Linked DNA regions of Mus musculus: region 2 is linked to region 1. A link is a contact called in public Hi-C data. All regions are on one chromosome and are shown on one strand. Each heading gives the region's core, a stretch centred on a gene start, on an enhancer-like site or on the middle of the called end of the contact. The rest is flanking DNA. Distances are from core to core; before and after follow the strand shown.

What was found. A called contact is a pair of places that touch in the nucleus more often than the background predicts.
Region 2: a contact with region 1 is called in a Hi-C map of cerebral cortex, with 2.2 times the contacts expected there. The contact joins two enhancer-like sites. A contact is called at or near these places in 8 of 484 Hi-C or Micro-C datasets (the HL-1 cell line, cerebellum, cerebral cortex and 3 more), 1 of 115 datasets of contacts at active chromatin or transcription factors (astrocytes) and 2 of 9 other capture datasets (adipose tissue and pancreatic islet).

Annotation. Positions count from the first base shown.
Region 1 is chr6:90,887,356-90,894,264 of GRCm38.p6, reverse strand. It overlaps a transcript of Iqsec1 not described here. Among named protein-coding and RNA genes, the nearest start is that of Iqsec1, 81 kb to the right of the region's middle. Within about 2 kb of position 4,419, at least 6 of the 459 cell types and tissues checked have an H3K27ac peak or open chromatin away from gene starts, as enhancers often do. A contact at or near this core is called in cerebral cortex, where this site is marked.
Region 2 is chr6:91,057,426-91,064,334 of GRCm38.p6, reverse strand. It overlaps Nup210 (nucleoporin 210), which reads left to right. Exons shown (of 40, transcript NM_018815.2): 15 at 1,396-1,617; 16 at 3,600-3,773. Among named protein-coding and RNA genes, the nearest start is that of Gm38860, 51 kb to the right of the region's middle. Within about 2 kb of position 4,359, at least 25 of the 459 cell types and tissues checked have an H3K27ac peak or open chromatin away from gene starts, as enhancers often do. A contact at or near this core is called in cerebral cortex, where this site is marked.

The DNA of each region.
Region 1 (6,909 bases), core at 3,170-5,669:
GGTTTGGGATGTGTCTTGGGAGTGAGAAAGGACCTGATGGGGCAGGTGAGTCATGGAGCGGGTATGTGCATTGTCAGTGTGAGGAAGACCTGACAGAGGGATGTGGGTCATGGAGAGGGAGGGGGATGTGCACTATGATAGTGCAAAAAGGACCTAACAGAGGTGTGGCTGTCATGGAGGGATTATGTGGATTATCATTAGGTCCTGGAGGGAGTGTGCATGTTGTTGGTGGGAGGAAGACCTGGCAGAAGCATGGGGGACACTAGATCAGTGTATACTAGATCAGTGTGAGGTCACAGATGAGTTTGTGCCTTAAGTAAGTGGTGATGGAGGGGTATATATGCCATCAATAGGAGGTAATGGAGAGAGGTGTGTGCCATCAATGGGAGGTCACAGAGGGGAATATGTGCCATCAGTGGAATATCAATGGAGGGGGGGTGAGCCATCGGGGAGGTCATGGAGGGTATATGTGTGTCATCAGGGGGAGGTCATGAAAGGGAGTCTAGGACATCAATAGTAGGTCATGGAGAGTGAGTGTCCATAGAGGGAGTAGGAGAGTCATCAGTGGGAGGTTTTGAAGGGATGCATGTCGGTTATCAGTGGGAGATCATAGAAGGTGTGTGTGTCATCAGTGGTCATGGAGGGGATGTGCAGGTCAACAGTGGGAGGTCATAGAAGGGGTCATGATAACACTTATCCTGCCAAACCTCACCTGCACTTGGCTGACAGGTAGAAGAGTTTATGTAATCTCTATATCAGAGGCCAGAGTGAGCATAAAGTGAGGGCAGAGCCTTCTGTGTTCTAGAATGAGTAGCCTTGGAGTGATGGCCACTTAGCATATGGGCAGCCAGGACCTGATTTCTCAGGAGGAACTGCCCCCATAAGTGGGGTGTTAGTAAATGCATGGCCCGAAGCCGAAAGGTGCTGCTCGCTGCTCCAGAAGCCTATCTTTCATTTTGCTTGTTTATCTACCTCAAAAATACTGTTTCTAAAGTAGTTAGGTCTAGAAAGATGTTGCAGCCGGCAGGTGAGATGGGGCCAGTGACCTTAATAACTGCCAGCCGTGGGTCCAGACACTCAAATTCAAGATGGAAGAGGCTTGATCAAGAGCCAGGGAACCTTGTTTGTTTTGCAAGTAAGAGATACAGGGCTGTGCTGACCTTTTTTCCTTCTGTTACCAAGGCTGTTAGGGATAAGACTTAGGCCTTGGCAATGCCAAAAGCTAGGTTGGGCCACCTATTCTCCATAGGCCAGACAAATATCAGGGAAAAGCAGAGAAAGAGGATTTCTTTAATGTGATCATACCCGGAAAAGGGAAAGAGATCTAATGACCATCTTCCTCCCAAGTCCATCTTCAGTATCCTGACATGAGGTTTATGTTTAAATAGAGGGCCAAGATGTGTACATGGGCAAGAAGCCTTGGTCAAGGTGTGGTCCCACTCATCACTGACCCATGATTATCTGGGCTCTAATATCCTGCAAGGTGGTCTGACAAGTTGTCTACACCGTGTGAGACATGTCCTGGAGACAAACTCTTCAGGCTGGCAACATTGCTCTAAGATGAGACTCCTGGGGGAAATTCTAATTCCTGAGGCTCATTGTCTAAAGTGTTTGTTAGCTGGAAGGTGGGGTGACACAGGTGGCCACCACAGGCTCATGCACTAAAGGGCAGGTTCCTGGGGTGGAGCTATTTGTGCATATAGTGGAACCTTTAAGGGTTGAGGCCTAGGAAGAGGCCCTTAAGCCACTGGAGGTGTGTCCCTAAAGCTTCCTGTAGAACCCTGGTATCTATATTTGTATAGCAATTTCTTCCATGTTAAAACATTCCATCCTTGGGCTGGTGAGATGGCTCAGTGGGTAAGAGCACCCGACTGCTCTTCCGAAGGTCTGGAGTTCAAATCCCAGCAACCACATGGTGGCTCACAACCATCTGTAAGAAGATCTGACTCCCTCTTCTGGAGTGTGTGAAGACAGCTACAGTGTACTTACATATAATAAATAAATAAATCTTTAAAAAAAAAAAAAAAACATTCCATCCTTTAGGGAGGCTCATAAGATTAAAAAAGTAAACAGTCTTCTAAGTCCTGGAGAACTACAACTCAGAAGACTCATGAGGTCCCCTCCCCAAGGCCAGAACACTGTGAACAACTGCTGCTGAGCCTTGAGAAGAATCTGAGAGCTGTGGCGGTGTCTGCCTTCATGCAGAGAGCTCCAGGGAGGCTGCTTCCAAGAGCTGTCACCTGTGTTGGGGTGGGCCTTTTGGTGATGTAGGTACATTTATGTTGTTCCTGCTCGTGTAATTAACCTCGGTAAACTCAATGGTTTGCTAAGTAAAACTGTTACATTGATCTGTCATCAGTTCCAATATGTGGAACACGGACATGTGTCACATGACTTGGATCTCTCATCATTTCCTAATATGTGATGCAAAGACTTTGTGCCATGTGTTCTCAGGAAAGGCCTCACAACACTTCTCTTTTTTGTTTTCTGCCCAGGAAGAGGTTTTTAAACTCTACTCTGGGCTTCCACCATAATGTGCTCACAGGCGCAGAAGCAATGGTTCTGCCCATCCTTGGACCAGAGCCTCCAAAACAATGAGCCAAATAACCCCTTACTCTTTAGATGTGGATTGCTTTGGGTATTGTGTGACCATGATGAAGAGATGACTAACTGGATAAATGGGTGGAAGGACAGATGTATGCATGAGTGAGTGGGCGTGTAGATAGATATATGGGTAGCAGTGAAAGGAGGGAGGGACAGATGAGTAAATAAATGAGTGAGCGAATCATGGATGCATTCTATTTGGTAAGCATACTCTTCCATCTGCATGTTTAGATGTGAGGGGGGAGGTGGGTCCCCGTGAATTTGGTGGAAGAACTTCATTGTGAAGTGCTTGTCCTTCATACAGAATTGGGGACTTGGGCTCCCCTTGCCTGTTGGAAATCTCCTATAGGGTTAGTAGCTTAAGACTTTCAGTTTCAGATAGACTCCATCTCAGTTGAACCTTAGATTCTGATAGAACTCCTGCCTGGCAAAGAGTCAGAGTGGGTATGCTGGACATTGGGCAGTGGTACTCACCAGTGTCAGGGTAGTCTCTTCCTGTTAGGGCCTTCCATAGTGACTCATGCTCCACCAGAGAGTGGTGGGCCCAGATTTCATGTAGGTTTCTTTGCATACTACTCAGTCTGTTGGTTTGGGCTTAAGGTTAGGGGGGGTCCTTGAGTAGTGGCAGGACATTGAGCCCTAGCTGGAGACTCTGCTTTTAAAGTAACTGCAAAGTAAGCAAGTTGCAGAAGTGCCGAGGAGCCCGCTTTCCCAGCCTCTTCCCGCCTGTGTGACTCTTTTCCAGGTGTTGGGTATTTTAAGCTGCTGTAAATACCATTTTTGTCAGACTTTCATCTCTAGTAATGATCGTCTGTATACAGATATTCAACTGTGATTTCCTTGATCACAATTCATGTCTATGAAAAGATCACTTCCATACTCAAGCTTTGGGGTTTTTACGGAGCTTACATCCTGAGATGGGCATGGTGCTGGTCCAGCAAAGAAGGACTTAACTGCCCCCGCCCCCCAGGATGTCAGCATGCCATGGAAGATGATGCATATATTACTGGACAGAACAGAATTTCAGGAGGTGTTAAGTGTTATTAAGGGAGATTTGCCAGAGTGAGAGCTTTGAATATGAAGCACCCTTTGGCATGGAGTGTCTGGAAGTGGATTTGGCTCAAATCTGGATAGATGGATGGATGGATGGATGGATGGGCTGAAGGGAGGAAAGAAGGCAGGCACAAAAGCCTGGCAGAGCAGCCAGCAGGTGCAAAGGCAGGTGCAGAGGCCCTAGTAAGGAATGTGCCAAGTGCTCCAAAGCCCTGTGTTTCATGGAACTGAATTTGGATTTCCAGGATAAGAGCTCACTTATGAGTAAGGTTTCATCCAGGTCTCTAATGAGTTGAGTACAATGGATCCCTTTCTATCTATCTTGTCCTACATCTGTCATTCTAACATTCTTGCTTCCCTCCTAAATACCTATGTGCCCAAGGGCCAGGCTCCATCCCAAGAATGTGAAGATACCTAAGCTAGGCACTGTAATCCTGGGCTGTAGGATCAACTTTGACACTTGGGGCACATCATTGTTTGATGCGTGGATACTTAGCTTAGATGCAGGCTAGGTTACTAACTAGAGGAGGCCCATCCTTAGAGGTGTGTAAGCCTCAGTTTCCCCGTTATGCACCCTGCCAGTGACTCCAGTAAGCCTGTGGCAGCTCACACCTCTGAAAGCTCCTGGCCAGAGACTAGGACATTTCTACTTTCTCTTCCATCAAGGGGCAAGGAAGGATGAAAAAATGGAGGATGAGCTTGCTCTCCTGGTAAATGATTCATGAGCACAGGCAGCTGCTTAAAGACACACTTAAGGACAAAATTGGAATAGTCTTGTCGGAAAAAAAAAAAATCTCCAAACAAGTCCCAGTTCCCAGAAATGCATTGGCTGTGTGAACGTACATCCAGAAGCAGTTCTGCCTGGAATGCCACTCTCCATGTCTGGGGGGACCCTTGGTAGCGGCCTGGTGCTCAGGGCTGGGCTGCTGGTTAAAGTAGCCATGGGGACCTTAGAGGAGCTGCAACCATCCTCTGTTCCTGTGGGACAGCTGAGGACAAAGCACAGCTCTCTGCCAGAAGTGAGATGAGACTGGCTAACCAGCATGAAACAGCCCAGGAAATTAAAGAGGCAGAGCTCAGTAATGGTGAGTGCCCGTTGCCCACTGGCTCCTCTGCATGACACCAATGAGAGGCTGCTACCACCTTGATTTAGGAGCCTTGCTGCATCTGCCCTGAAATGGAATGGAGGGAAACTTTCCTGGAGAAGTGAGCATAGAGTTAGCATTTAAGAGAAACCCCGTCAGAAGCTGAGATGCCTCTCCTTGGAGAATGGGTAGGCTAATGTGCTACCCAGCAGCTAGGATGCTGTGGACATAAAGCATTCACTCTAAGACACTCCTGCTTTCCTCCGCCCTCAGATGACCTCTTCCTCTTGGGCACATTTCCCCCCCATTAGATTCCTACTGATTGTAGCATCCCAGCCTTTGTCCTCGGATGTGTCAACCATTTTTGGAAATAAAATTAAAAACTTAAAAGATGAGTGAAAACATAGCATTTTTTTCTTTTTTTTCTTTCTTTCTTTTTTTTTTTTTTTTTTTTTTGTGTGTGTGGGGGGTGTTGAGGCAGGGTTTCTCTGTGTAGTCTTGGCTGTCCTGGAACTCACTCTGTAGACCAGGCTGGCCTCGAACTCAGAAATCTGCCTGCCTCTGCCTCCCGAGTGCTGGGATTAAAGGCCTGGCAGCATTATTTTTAATAAACACTCTGCAAAAAGGGATGCAATATATAAAGAGAAACCAAAATAGTTGCTATCACTGATGGTTTACAATTCTTGTCCTCCTCTCCCATAGGCCTGGGCCTGCTTCCTTCCCAAACATCTCCATCTCATTGGTTTAGGACACAGCCTTATCTAATAACTATCTCTGGGCTTGAAAGTGCATCCCCTTTCTGATAATAGCAGATTGCCTATATAACTCTCCAATTCTCAGAATTCTGAGACAAGCAGGTACCAGCCACCTACTAGGGTAGAGGTGTGCCTAGAATCTCCTGCTGTCTGTAAGTGATGAAGAACTCTAAGCATACTTCATACTGAAAATGGACTGTAGCAGTTTATTTCTATACCATGAAGTGGCTGTCTCACTCAGGTAATGATCTTCGTGTTTGTGGTCATCATCAAGGTGCTCTTTCATCCATTATCATACTTTGTGCTCTCCTAATAAAGTGTTCAGTGAGGTGCCTCTGTATGTCAACTGCAGTTTCAAAGCCAGAGTCATGTAGGGAATGAGCACAGACAAGACGATGTCCCTCCTGAAACATCCAGGAAAGAAAGGCACAGCCTAGCTCTGGAGAACATTTGACACACAGGTGACAGGAGGTCAGGAATATTGCAGGAAGCTCTCTGAGGACATATCTTTGAGCAGGTACCAGCTGCCTTCCAGAAGAGTGGAGAATGTTCTAGGAAGGTAAACTCTGGCATTGTCCAGGGCCATCCTGCAGGGTGGAGGGGTAGAACCCAGGTATGGCCTCAGAAAAGCTGAGCAGATATCAGTGGGGACATGAGAAAACAAGGACCCAAGAAAGCCAGAATGACAGTGTGGCTCCAGCTTGGTCTTTCCAGCTGTGGTGGAGGCGGGATGTGGGACAGGAAAATGGAGGGGTGAGAACAGAAAGTCTGTTTTAAGGATTGAGGCTGAGGGATAAAGTTGCTAGGAGAACTGTGGAGGGTGGAGCTCCTGGTGGGAACTGTGGAGCCAGTGCTGGAATTGGCTAAAGGCTACCTGAGTGGCCCCCAGTGAGCAATCCCACAGGGCTGCCAAGCAGTGACTGTAGTGACCACCTTCTGTTCATTGGTGATGCTGATACTGTAGCAGACCACTTGTGGCTAGCCCCAAGTTCAATGCAGAAACCTAATTTCAAAGCAAGGTATTTGGGGGGGGGGGGCAGGCTGCTGGGAGCGGGCAGGGGTTGGGGCAGAGCTCTGATATGTGGACTAGTGGCTTTGTAAAGGGAACTACCAGAGAGCACTGGTGCCTTTGGTCATGTAAGGGCTGAGGCAGAAGGCTCCACCTCCATCTGTGAACCAGAAAGCAGGCTTTCGCCAAATGCTGAATCTGAAGACACCTTTATTTAGCCCTGCAGCTTTCAGAACTGGGTGTAGTCAGTTGCCCTTGTTTATAATACACCCAGCTTACAGCATTAGCCCAAATGGAGAGAGGCACACAGTGAACCAGTTTGCCCAGAGAAGGTCTGGGAATGGAAGGGTTAGCCATTCCTTTCAGCTGGAGGAACGTTGGAGACTTTTGTGGACGTGCTCTA
Region 2 (6,909 bases), core at 3,110-5,609, 170 kb before region 1:
TCAGTGATGAGACCTGTCTCAAAAAAGAAAACAAAACAACCCTGAAACACAAAAGGAAATCGAAGAGAGCTTGGGAGCAAGACATTGAGCTGGCCCTGAGCAAGCTGGCCAGGGACACCTGAACCCTGTGCATCGCCTGTCTGCAGCTTTGTTTCCTGTGAAAGCGATCTTCCACTACACACACACACACACACACACACACACACAGCATTCACACACACGCACACACACACACACACACACACAGAGCATTCCACACCAGAGAGCAAGCCTTGAGCATGCTGGGCAAGCACTTGACCACATCTCAAACCTTTTAATTTTTATTTTGAGATAGTTTTGCTATGTAACCCAGGCAGGCCTTAAACTGCTTCCTAAGTAGTGGGAGTTACAGACCTCTGCCTTCACATTGGCTAGTTTTTGTTTTTTAAAGCGCAGTGTGTATGTGTGTGTTGGGGTGGGGGCTGGAGAGACGGTTCAGTGGCTAAAGCAGGAGCTGGAGAAATGCTCAGTCATTAAATCACTGGATGCTCTTCCTGTTCAACTCCCAACGTCCACATAGTGGCTCACAACTACCTGGAACTCCAGTCTCAGGGAATCAGAGCCCTCTTTGTCCTCTGTGAATGCATGTGGTACATAGATATACACCCAGGTAAACTACTCATAGAATATAATAATAAGAAGGAGGAGGAGAAGGAGAAAGAGGAGAAGGAGAAGAAGTAAACTACTCATAGAATATAATAATAATAATAATCATAAGTAGAAGTAGTAGTAGTGGCAGTATGGTAGGATTAATGTATATGTTCAGTCTTATGCCCTACATTCAGCACTTGGTAAGTAAGTACTGTGTTGGGACCTGTGCGAAGTGCATCATGCCTTCCCAGAACCTTCTTTGTGAATATTAATGTGTTGCTGGCTCTTACCTCTGAGAAATGAGCATGAAAAGCATGTTTTTGTTCATGAAGTCCTTTCTCTCCCATGTAGTCTGTGTTAGGATAGATCCTAGGTAGGAATTTCTAGGGTTTTATTTTATCTTATTTTGAAACAAGGTCTCTATGTGACTCCAACTAGCTTAGAACTTGCTATGTAGCCCAAGCTGGGCTTGAACTTGTAGAAACCCACCCCTGCCCCTGCCTCTTGAATGCTGCAATTAAACTGGGCACCACCATGCCCTGCACTCTAGTGTACTCCCCGCTCCAATGAGGACTTAATTCTTCCCAAAGCCCCTAACTCATGGCCACTCTGTGCCTGATACCCATGTGAAGACTGAATTTCAAAGAGGACACAGGCTTTGCCTGGCAGTCCCCCAAGCAGGGTGGGGACCTTACTTCTCTATGCCTAGCATTGCCTGGCCACCTCCTCCCAGAGCAATGCTAAGCTTTCCCCTTCTTTCTTCAGGCTGTGGATCCCTCTTCTGTTGCTGTGGTGACCCTAGGCTCCTCAAAGGAAATGCTGTTTGAAGGAGGCCCCAGGCCATGGGTCCTGGAACCTTCCAAATTCTTTCGGAATGTCACTTCTGAAGACACAGGCAGCATCAGCCTGTCTCTCTTGGGTCCTCCAGCCTCCCGGAATTACCAGCAGCACCGGGTCCTCATGACCTGCCAGGCCTTGGGTGAGCAGGTGAGTAGACAGTCACTCTCAGTGCCACCTTGCCTACTGGGAGAGACAGAAAATTTACTCAGTCCTCAGAGAGCTATGAGAATGTTGTTCCTCTTGTATCCAAGAACATGGGAGTCCAAGGCTCAGTGAGGTGGCCTGCCAACTGAATAGAATGTGGCTGTTGGAATCCCCAGTACACATCAGCTTTCTTAAAGCCACCAGAAAAGTCAGAGTGGCCTCCTCTTTCCCAGGGCTATAGTATCCCCCCATCTACTGCTGTAGGGGTAGAGGTTTGAGATCAGGAGTCACAAAACCCCATGTTTCAGGGTCGGGCAGCTTTCAAAAAGTTTGTGACCCTGGACCTGGGTTTAGCACACATACTTCTTCTTTCAGGATTTGGGGGTATGTGCCAATGCCTGATGTGTGAACTTTTGGTTGTTTTGAGATAGGGTTTCCCTATGCAGCTGAGGGTGGCTTGAATGGAATGCACTTTATTATTATGTAGCATAGGTTGACCTTGAACTCACTTTGCCTCAGCTTTCCAAGTGCTGAGATTACAGGCATAAGTTATTATGCCCAGTTTCAGAATTTGGTTTGGTTTTGGTTTAGTGCTGAAAACCAAAAAATATTGGAAGATTAAGAGGACTGAACCAAGCGTGTCGTATCCTGGGTTCCCGCAGAGCCTGCATGGCTGGGCATAGTACCCTATTCCTCAGGCCTGGCCACGTCTGTGTGTGGGCCTTGCACTCTTCTGGCTTCTGATGGATCTGTTTCTGAGAGTCCCCATACGGGAACAGAGAGCAGGCAGAACCATGAACTGAAAAGTGAGAGTGAAAAGAATGCAGAGTCGGGCTGGTGAGATGGCTCAGTGGGTAAGAGCACCCGACTGCTCTTCCAAAGGTCCAGAGTTCAAATCCCAGCAACCACATGGTGGCTCTCAACCATCCGTAATGAGATCTGATGCCCTCTTCTGGTGTGTCTGAAGACAGCTACAGTGTACTTACATATAATAAATAAATAAATCTTTTAAAAAAAAAAAAAAAAAAAAAAGAATGCAGAGTCCATTGAAGATGCACATGTACACCTTGACAGAGCCCCCTGACATCAGCAATCCAAAGCAGGCTGCTGTGTCAAAGGAGTGCCTGGAGAAAGCCCTCACTAGAGGTGCTAGTAGAAGTATAGGACAGTATTAAGAACAAGAAAAGCTGAGGCTGAAGAAATGACTCAGCGGTTATTTAAGACTAAGAGTAGCAACGAATTATCTTGGCTTGTCTGAGTCATTGGAGTTCCTGCCTTGGCCTGTAGAAGTTATAGGTCAGGTCTCCTCTAAGGCCTACACTCTCTGGGCTTCCTCACTTGTGGTATCATGGGCAGAAAGTCAGGAGGTGCCTTCCTCCTCCTGCCTCAGAGCAGACTGTTCTGTCCTCAAGTTGTGTGTCACTGAGGAGGCTGGGGATGCTAGCTCCCTCAGGTGCAGCTGTTAGCTGTATTGCATATAAAACCAGAGGCTGCACTTGACTTCAGTGGCCCCAGTCTAACCACAAGCAGGCCTTTCTGACAGCTCCTGCTCTGTCCTGTGCACTGTTGCATAGTTGGCCTCTCTCCTCTAGCTCGGAGGAGCAAGTGGGCCTGGAGTTAGGTGGTTCCACCTGTGGCTCTGGCCTCTCCACTGGGCTTTGTCCTGTACATCCCCTTTTCTGACCCATTCCTTCACAGTTAAGGTCTCTTAACCTTCAGGGTGCAGATTCCTCCATCTGTGTCTCGCCTTGATGGGTGTGAAGTTAGCACAGATTCCTCTTTCAAATGTCCAGGACCAGCTTCAGCTATGGAGTTTTCCTGATGTCCTGGGGAATCATGAGGCATCTCCTAAACTGCCTCTTCTCTGAGATGTTTGTAGATGGTACCTGGGGTATAGGCATCGTCACTGTCCTACGGACGTTAAGTCTCAGTTCAGAGAGGAGGGACTACGCTCAGGTGTCTGACTGCTCCTCTTGTTCCTTTAGGTCATTGCTTTGTCCGTGGGGAACCGGCCCAGCCTCTCTAACCCCTTCCCTGCTGTGGAGCCCACTGTGGTGAAGTCCATCTGTGCCCCACCATCCAGGCTCACTCTCATGCCTGTCTATGCCCTCCCGCAGCTGGACCTATCCTGCCCATTGCTGCAGCAGAATAAGCAGGTGGTGAGTATGGCCACTCTTGGGGAGGGAGGAGACATTGCCTGGTGGATCGACAAGAGAACCTTAGCTCCCTGCACCCATGCATGGTCTTGACTGTTCTGAGAGCTGGGACTCTATATGCAGGCACCTGAATCTTAACAGCCAGAGCTGTGTGGGGTGTTTCCATTTGCACCTTGCATGAGGGAATCCAGGGCCTGCAAAGGTGGGAGACATTCCAAAGTCCAGTTGCATAGCTGTTCCCAGCTTACAGCGAGACATACATACTTAGCTTCTGGTTTTCTGTTATAGGGGTGGGAAGGTGGCAGGCACTTGTTAGAAGCCAATTTGGAGTTTTGGTCTTTTCCCAGGCTAGTACTAAACAGTTCATCTTCCCTTAATTGTGTGCCCAGTGGAGCCAGTCACAGCCTCAGTCAGCTTCAGCACCATAGGGGAAACTGATGCTCTGTGGAGCTCTGCTGTCCATAACTCATGGGCATTCACTCAGTCCCATGTCTTTGTGTACTGTCAGCTGATGTCAGTGGCTGTCATGTCAGAGCACATGTAGGTCAGGCTGGCTGAGGGGGTGGGGCACAACAGTCCATGGTGTGTTAACTCAAGATGGTGTCATTGGGGTGTGACCTCATCCTAAGTCCAGGAGCTTCTGTAGTAGCCAAGCAAGACACAACCCCTCAGGCCCAGACTCGCTGTTGCCCTCTGCTGGGCACCTGAGGAGCTGTAGAGCCCTTGTGGAGCATCCTGTGGTTTCAGCTGTTCGTGAGGGGTGTTGTCTTTGTGTGTGGTCAGAATGGGACTGGGGGCTGTGAGGAGAGAGGACATCAGCATTGTATTGTCACAGGGCAGGGCATTCCAAAGTAAGTGTCAGGAGGGGAAGAAAGTGCCTGGGGCCTTCAACCAGCGGTGGTGGGGGTAACACCTACAGGTTGGCTTTCCCAGAAGCAGGTCAGTCAACAGGTTCAGTCCTCAGCTCTGGAGTCTCATAGCCCCCGGCCCTGAGTGCATCCAGCTCAGGGATGTGGGAGAAAGTAGCCTCGGCCCTGCATGGAGGAAGGAAGTCATGGTTTCCTCGTCCCTCCAGCACATACTCTGGTATCCCTCCTGTGTACATGGTGGCTAAGGCCAGTTCTGTGGGCTTGGAACCTTCACCTCATAGCCTCATCTCCCCCATCACCATGACCATCTCTGAGGTGGGCAGAGTTGAAAATGCGGAACCAGCTTTATCCGTCTCCAAACCCAGCAGCTGCTCCTCCTAGGGTCTGTGTTTTCCCAAAGTCATCTCAGAGTAGGGCTTGATCACCTCTGTGCATCCAGGCCTCCCACACATCTGAATGAACCTTCTGATGCTGAGTATGTCCATAGCCTTTCCAGCTGTGGGGCGGGTGCTGTGAGCCGGGTCCCTGGTGGGTGAAAGACAGCTCTGCCTTTGATCCTCACCGTCTGGTGGAAGCTTGGTTAGGAGAGCTGTACAGCTGTACAGCCTGGGCCTTGAGGACCAGCCTTCATCTCTCCTGGTGGGGTCAAGCACACCTGTTTCCCCTACTGCTCTGGTGTGGATCTGTGAGGCGGTTTTGCCTTCTCTGGCCCTTGTTCACCCTGGAGCTGAGAATTAATACTCCACCGACCCCCACGTATCTCCTTCACTTGCTTCACTTGTGCCAGTAAGGATGGTTTACAGTAAGAGGTACATCAAGGAGTGGGAAGTGGGGTGGGGGTGGGGGTTACAGACTCAGAACCTGCAGGTGGCTTAAGCCCCAGTGTCTGCTGCAGAATCAATGACCGTCTCTTTTGTTTTGTTTTGTTTTTGACCTTGGATTGGGGTGCTCAGAGAAAGACTTCTATATCTCAACTTGAAGACTTGTTGAGATGAAATCCTCAAGCCTTTTTAGCTTTTTGTTAAACCACATTATTGCATAGTTACAGCATACACAGTGTGTGTGTGTGTGTGTGTGTACATATATAAAATCTGTGAGCTATCAAATCAGTCTGGGCAACCCTTCCTTTCAAATGATATTTCCATTGTGTTGGGAAGCTTCAGACTGCTCCCTTTGGCGTTCTTCATGTAATCGATTATTCTGGTATTTAGTTGCCCCCCTGTGCTGCAGAACCCCAGAGCATACTGCTCCCCATGTTCAGCGCTACATCCCATCCTTCTCCCCCCCCCCCCCCCGTATCCCCCCCAAGCCTCCAGTGACTCCCGCCTGCTCTACTCTGCTTCTGTGAGATCATTTTAGCTACCACGCATGTGTGAGGGCCCACATCACCTGTCTGTGTGTGTGTCTCTCTCTCTCTGCCTGGTTTGTCTGCAAGCTTTACCTTTTAGTTCACATCTGTTTTGTGTAATTGTCCTTGGTAGAGGGAACAGCATTGTGCTAAGTTTGGATTCTCAAGAAACATCTGTCTGCTGGGCTCCCAGCCAGAGGCAGGGAGCAAAAGTCAGTGAAGAAGTTTCACCATGATTCCAACAGGAGAGATAGTTGGCTTGTGTTCAAGCCCCCACCTGCTGTGGGAACCAATGATTGATGGTGACAGAGGCCAGTGATGGGTTATGTGACTAGATGTAGAGTCAAGAGAGTAGCCATGATACATTCTGTGTTTTCTGCTTAAACCTGCTTGTGGCTTACAGTTGGGCTCAGTGGCAACACCAAGTCCCTTCTGTGGCCTGTGGAATCTTGGGACCCTGGTCCCTAGCTGTTCTTACCCCTGACTCTATGCCTTTCATGCTTGAATACGTTGTCATTTCCCCTACCAGTCAGTCCTAGGGACTTGGATAGGCTGAGCCCTGGGGCTTGTAGCTCCCCCTTTCTTGGCCCCATGCCTTCCTCACTGTACCTGCCCTTGCCCCTTATTTCTTTATCCAGATTCTTCTTTGCCTTTGGCTTCAATTAAAGGCATACCTGCCTCTGCATACCTGACCCCTCCTCCCAGTCCTCTCACTCCCCGGTTCCTATAGTGACCTATTACTGTAGAATTTGCTTGCCTAGTTCAGTCTCTGCCAGTCACCAGAACAGAGCCTGGCTCCTGCCAAAAGCTCAGCAAGCAACTGTGGGTAAGTGAGCGCCAAACCAGGAGCACATTGCCCCTGAGTCCCTCTGAGAGGCACCCTCGTGTAGACTTAGGGACACTAAGACAGCAAGAGCATGGG